Linked DNA regions of Pan troglodytes: region 1 is linked to region 2. The links are chromatin contacts, called in public HiChIP or PLAC-seq maps. All regions are on one chromosome and are shown on one strand. The core of a region is the stretch at or near the end of the contact, and the rest is flanking DNA. Distances in the headings are between cores, read along the strand shown. Region 1 holds the start of CCN6 (cellular communication network factor 6). Region 2 holds the start of FYN (FYN proto-oncogene, Src family tyrosine kinase).

Region 1 (3,176 bases), core at 429-2,928, 170 kb after region 2:
ACCTGAGTTTAAGAACTGATATTCTTGCTTACTGAAGTTGGACATACTAACTTTGGACATAAAACCTGAGGGGCAGGTAAGGGCAGTGTCTGTGTGCCTGGCATGCACAGGACACAGATGGCATTCTGAAAGCCATCATCCAGGACTGAAGAGTTGCTTGCCACACTCTGAAACTGTGACACGAGGTTCACTTTGGAGAGTCTTTTGTGGATGAGCCTCATCAATTAACAGTCCTAGTGTGTGTAAGCGTGAGCTCAGTTTCGTTCTGTCAAGTCTTAAGACAGCATTTGATTTAGCAGTTGATTCAATTACATTACATGTGGATTTGGAAAAGTGGTGTGTGTGTGTGTGTGTGTATTTCTTTTAAACAATGATGTAACCTTTCTGAATTCAGGTGGAAACTGTCTTGATTGACCTCCGCGTACCAGGACAGATTAATTAACTCTCAGTTTCTTTCGTGAAACATACGAACACACCCTGAGCTCACTGAGAGCTCACAGCTGGTAGGACAGGGGGCTCCTCTTTAGTAGGCCCAGTGTGTTGTTTGCCTCTTTCCTAATCTGTTCATTCCACTTAATTGTATCCCGATAACGACACAATTTGAGCAAATATTAATTTGAGCAAATATTACTAAAACTGATGATACCCAGATACATGAAGAAAGATATTTCCAATGGAAAGAAAAAGCAAAATGCTTGGGAAAGATTCAACAGGAAAAGCTGCTTTAAATGTGTTGTTGAATTATATTTGATGGTTATGAGTACAGAATCTAAGATTCTTTAGTCAAGATGCTTTACACTGTCTCTAAATTCTCATTTCACAAAGGAAACTCAAATGACACAACATGGAGGATGCATTATATGTGTGGCTCATAAAGAGAGGGAACAATACAGCACTCTAATCAGCACATCTATATTCAAAGAAAGGCATTGGCTAAATAAAAACACTGGTGAGTAAATAGACAACTCAGTTCCCTGCTAAAATAAAATGTTTGTATAGGGAGGACTCCTGCGAGAGCCCCTTTCACTGCCCGTTGAGCGCCCTCTGCTGGCCCGGAGGGAAGGGTGCCACGGAGGGGACGGCGTGAAGGCCCCACCCACGGTTTAGTTTCAGATCAGCGCTTTTCAGTTCCAAGATACAGATTTCCGGTTCCAATGAATGCCGGTTGAAAATACGGCCGTGGTTTTAAATATCATGAAACTATTTTACGTCCGTAGTACTTTCATCTATTTTTATAAGAATGTTTTGTAACTGAGAAACCTAAAGAGATGATGAATTTCCCCCACCGCCCCCGGCTATTTTGCCTTTCAGTGACGCGGTAATATTTTACGATAGGTGCCGATTCAAATCAGTGGCTTTCAGAAAGTACAGCTGCTATTCTTTGGTGCCGCTATTCAGAATGACAATGTGAAATAAAAATGATTCTGACTATGGGAAGGTCTGATCTTCCTATGAATGAAAACAATCATGTGGGCCCCAGAGAGCTCTCTCTTTCCAGCTATCGAGGGACTTTTTGCAGAGAGAGAAAAGGATCCTAAAGCCATGTTCCCGATCCTGCAGACTTGGCGAGATGGCGGCGGGCTCCTCCCACCTCTGCGGCAGCGTCACAATCAATAATGCAGGGCACTGCGGCAGAGGAAGCGCCTGCTTTTATATAGGGGCGCCCGGACCCCAGAGCAGGGCTAGTCCCTTAACCCATTCCGCCATCTAGCGTCCGTAGGGGCTCATGGCATGTTGGAGCCGGACAGTCTGGAAACTGCAATCTAGATTTTGCAGAAGGGTGACATTTAGCCTTCTGCAAAACCTAGATCTCACTTAATGTAGATCTCACTGAAGAAGGCAAATAAAAAGTGAGTGGAATGTTTATTCATTTGCCTGTAAGATTAGTAACTTTAAGGCTAAAAACTCTAAAGTAAATATTTACCAAGCCCCTGCTGTAGGTCAGTCATGTTGTGGGTACCAAGGCTATGAAGATGTCTCAGTCTCTATTTTCAGTGACCCAGTCTAGTAGGGACAAGCCATATGAACATATGCCCAGTTAAATTTGAATTTCAGGTTAACAAGGAATTTGTGTGTGTGTGTGTCCCATATATGCTAAAGCAGTTAACAGGGCATCTATTATTATCATTATTTTTATAAGCAAAATCTTGCAACCGTGCATATAAACAGATGATTGCAGTATGGGCTTTACAAGGGCAGGGTGGCACGCTAATTGCTTGAGGAGCTTTGCTGTGGGTGCTGGTTAGGAAGCGTTCTCAGGGGAGAAGTCGTTTGTGCAAACCGCTTATCAGATAAAGCAGTGGGCAGGGTTGTCCTGGTAGAATCGCATAAGCAAAAGCAAGAGGCTGGGGGACTCACAGTACAGCAGGTCTGTGCTACCCGAGCTGGCAGGTGAGGCAAGGATAGTGCAGGGGTGAGGTTGCTTCGTCGTGGAAGGCCTTCTACTGTGCTTCCCAGGAGCTGCGTTCTATTCCAGGGGGAGTGAAAAAGGGTTTTGAGCGGGAGAGTGACATGATCTAATTTGTGTTTAAGAAAAAGAGATCAAATGGCAATGTTGAGGCTGGACTGGGGGAAGTAGGAAGCTTGGAGGCAGGGAGGCCTGAAGGAAATTGTCTAAGGTGAGTGAGCTCAGAAAAGTAGCAGAGCTTGAATGTGAATGAGGGTCTTTTGACTCCAAGTCCAGGATGCCTGTCACTGTCCCCATCTAATTGAATTATGATTCACATGTGCAAGCATTTTACAAATCAGGAATGACACACCACATTATGCATACTTTTCCTTCTCTGAAAGATTAGCTTCACCCACATTTGGAAATACTGGAAATTTTTCTGTCCTCCTCTTCTCTTGCTTCTCCTTTGCATGTGGTCGGCCTCGGTGTCTGCCTCTGATTAACTCAGCCCTGTTTCCCACACAGAGCTCCCCCTGCAAACCAGACTAACAAGGCCAAGTGACAAAATGAATTATAAACCTCTGAGATATTTGGCCTTGTTTTCCTTGGGCCACAGCCTGACTTTTTTAAAGGCCCTTGGAATGAGGACACCTGCTTATTTTCAAGGAGACTCTGACCCAAGCCCCACGCAGATGGCTGGGCAGAGCATTTTGTGGTGGTCAGAGGTTGCTCATTTTTGGACCTGGTTTATTAAAAGTTGGACAGGGGACCAAGCAGAGCCTGGCAC
Region 2 (3,564 bases), core at 246-2,745:
GACTTGAGAGAAGAAGCCATTCAGGCTGCCTCCCTCTTATCAAATACCAATTTAATTCTGATTCAGAAACAAAATTCTTGTGACCCCCACACCAATCTACTCTACCCCAGCTCTTAGTACTTGTTCCCAAAAGGAGAGGGGAAAGAACGAGGGGATGGGGAGGCTACCTTAAAAGTAAAGCAACTCTTAAGACTGCTGGGATAACTGTTCCCTTAAATCTAAGAAACACTGCAGCTGCCAGTCAACACTACCGGTCTCTGAACACAGCAAAATGCCGACACCTGCCACCCGGCATCTGGGGGTTCTTTTATTTTTTGGTAAATGTGGCAGGAAAGACTCAGAGAGATCAACTGCTTCATGGGAAAGAAAGGGAAGCCCCAGGGAAGAGAGACAAGAAGCATCGTGCCTATCCTAGGGTACTTTGTGTGTCTCCTCTCTATGCACTGAAAGGGCTCTTTGTGTCACACTCACACTCACACACACACACCCGGCGAGTCTGTGTGATTTATTGGGGGAAGGAGGGGCAAGAAGGGTGATTTTATTATCCCTCTTCCCAGTGAGTCCCAGCACATCTCTGCCTGGGCCCAAGCTCGGTGGCCTCCTTCTGGCCCAGTCCCCTCCGCCTGTGGCCGCAGAGATAACAGAGGGGAGGAGCCCAAACAAAAACAGCCATGGATCTAGGGAAGTAGAGAGGAAATCCAGCGAGGGAGCCGGAAAGGAAGGAGAAAGGAGCTGGAGGGAGCAGAGGGGTGGGGGACAGAGGAAGAGGAGGGAAGGCTCCAGCACAGGGGAAAGGGGAAGGGTGGGTGGGTGGTGGCACAGGAAGAGTGAAGGGGAGGATGGGGGAAGTGCAAGGGAGGTGCCAGAAATAGGCAGGAGGATGGGTTGGAGAAGGCGACCGCCGCCGAGGGAGGAGGCCGAGAGGTGGAGGAGTGGGGCAGGGGTTGGGTGGGGAGGGAAGCAGCACGGGGCATCAATTATTAAGTGATTACATCATCCCTGACATTAAAACAACACACACAGCCCCAGTCCCCGCGGGGGGCCCCAAAAGGAGGGCGGGGGCGGAGTCTGGGCCAGCCTCGCCCCCAAGCCAATTCCCATTTTCACCCGGCGCCCGCTTGCGGGCGAGGAAATGGGGTCCCCATCCCCGCGCTGCCTCGGGGCCGCACCCCGCAGGGGTGTCCTCCGGTGCAACCGCGGGAAGACCCCAAGCACCGACTTCCCGGCAGCCCCGCGGAGCGCCCCGGCGGCCAAGGGACCGCAGCACCGGGCCCCACGGCGGGGGCGGCGTGCGCGGGGGCGCCGGCGGCCGGGCTTCTCCGCAGCATCCCCGAGGCCTCCCGCGACGCATCCCCGCCGCCTGCTTACCTGCGCGGCGCTCAGGCTCCGGAGCCCACTCACATGGTCCTCTCCCCGCCCTCCTCCGGCGCGGCCGAGGCGGCTCCGGGGGCTCCCCGGCGGGCCCGGGAGCCGGTGGGCCTTCCGAGAACACCGAGGGGGCGGCGCCGGGGTGTCCCCGGCCCGGCGGCCGAATCCCTCCCTGGCGCGGGCGGCGGCCGCCGGGCGGTGCGGCGCGGGCGGCGGCTTTGTGTGCGCCCGGGCGGTCCTCGGTGCGCTGGGAGAAGCGCGGCGAGCCCGGGCGGGAGAGGACGCGCCGCTCGCAGAACAACCTCGCCTCTACTCTCGCCGCCGGCCGGCGGGCGGGTCTCGAAGGCCTTCGGCTCGCGGCGACCCCTCCTCCTCGCCCGCGGCAGCCCCCTCCTCGCCGGCTCCGCTCCTGACAGATGGCGCAACTGCAACGACGCGCCGCCGCCACCAGCGCGGCTGCTCGCTGCTACTCTTGCTGATGCTCTGCCCCTCCAGCTCCGGAGGGGAGGGAGGAGGGGGCGGGGCGCGCCTCGAGAGTGACAGGCCCGGCTGCCCTATCAAAGAGCCCCTTGGGAGCTGCGGGCCGCAACCATTGGCGCCTGGGGCGTGGGCGGGACGGCAGTGGGTGGGGCCGCCGAGTGGGTTGAGCGTTACTGTGGCAGCGGGCATCCCAGGGTGCGTGCGGTGCAGGGTGTGCAAGAAGATGCGAGGTTGGAGGAGGAGGTCTGTGTGTTTTTAAGGATTGTGTGGAGTTGTGAGGTGGCGGAGTAGGGCGGGAGAAAGAGCGGAGAGTGTGAACTGCAGTTTCCGCTTTGCGGAAGGTTGCAGCTGCTGCTGCAGATTGGCACCTGCCATTCCCCCAAAACCATGGGAAACTGCCTCGAGACAGGGCTATCTTGCCTTTCTGGTGTCTTTTCATTTGAGGGTGAGAGGATGAAATGGAAAATTGGGCGGTGATAGCAGCGTTTTCTTTGATCAAACTGAAAAGAGTACGGAGCAAAGTAGAATCCTGTCCTGAAACGTGGAAACGCACAAGAAATAACAATGAGGAGGAGAAGGAGATTAGGATCATTTTATCAGTCCCCTATTTCTGCGGACACTCATTTATATTTTTTTTCTAGCAAAAGTCTGGAGGAAGTATTACTGAAATGGGGGGAGGGGCCAAGCGGCGACTAAGGAACCTGAAATGACAGAGATTTGTTCGTACATTCCCCGCCCCCCCCCAAAAAAACCTCGTTTAATTGTAGTCATTGGTTGTCTTTGGTTTCTCATAACATTCAAACTTCTCATGTTTTTTTCCCCTTCACTGAATCTGAGCTTTTGCTCATATTTCCCTTGATGAAATAATTGCCGGTTTAGTATACAGTTGGGAGTGCATCGGTCTTTATTTCCTATCCAGCTTTTCTATGGCAGGATGTAACTTCATAAAAAGAAACACTTTGGCTTCCTGATTTTCTTTATAGGTAATTCCTGTTTACTGAAAGTTCTGCTTTAAGGCATACTCAGAATCGCTCTCCTTAATGATTTTGGCAAGAATCCTACCTTCACCCTCAGCAAATCTAATGTTCTAAGAAATTATAAGTGAATCAGCTTCTGCTTCTGTGCTCAAAATCTATAATATTGCCTTTCCGGCCCACTACTTGTTTTTACTGTAGTTTAAAAAAATCTGTCCCTTTTGCTGACTTTTTTCTTTTTGTACACACTACTTTTTAAGAAAAGTTGCTAACATTTATTAAATGATCTGCATCCTATGGAGGAGGAAACTGAGGAAAAGAAAAGTTAAGTAACTAACTCAAGGTGACAGTATACAGTGGTTACTGGATTTTTTTCCTTTTCCTTAAACAAAATGACAAATTAAACCATGTTTAAATTGTGTCTGGAAATTCCATAATCCCAAGAAATGGAACCATAGCTAGGACTAGGATATTTCCATACAAGAGAAAGCCAGCTTCATTTAGCCAAGAATTGCTTATCTCAAGAGCAGAGGCTCTTCGTCCTCAGGGCTAGTCCGCAATGGCTGCTCTGGGTTTATTTGGATTGGGATGCAGAGGCAGTTGTGTAGAGCAATGGTTCTCAAACTTTGACACGTATCAGAAATAACTGAAGGGGCTTGCTTAAACATGAATTGCTGTGTTTAACCCCCTGAGGTTCTGATTTAGGGGGTTTGGGATGGTGCCCAAGAATTTGCACATTTAG

The links. HiChIP or PLAC-seq counts read pairs in DNA pulled down with a chosen protein or histone mark.
Region 1: an H3K4me3 HiChIP or PLAC-seq map of stem cell-derived excitatory neurons shows a contact between it and region 2, with 5 times the contacts expected there. The contact joins the promoter of CCN6 here to the promoter of FYN in region 2. A contact is called at or near these places in 1 of 7 Hi-C or Micro-C datasets (stem cell-derived neural progenitor cells) and 1 of 1 datasets of contacts at active chromatin or transcription factors (stem cell-derived excitatory neurons).

What each region holds. Positions count from the first base shown.
Region 1 is chr5:123,976,468-123,979,643 of NHGRI_mPanTro3-v2.0_pri, forward strand. CCN6 (cellular communication network factor 6) reads left to right here and starts at 1,679. Exons shown (of 8, transcript XR_010157772.1): 1 at 1,679-1,850.
Region 2 is chr5:123,802,867-123,806,430 of NHGRI_mPanTro3-v2.0_pri, forward strand. FYN (FYN proto-oncogene, Src family tyrosine kinase) reads right to left here and starts at 1,496. Exons shown (of 15, transcript XM_063812641.1): 1 at 1,369-1,496.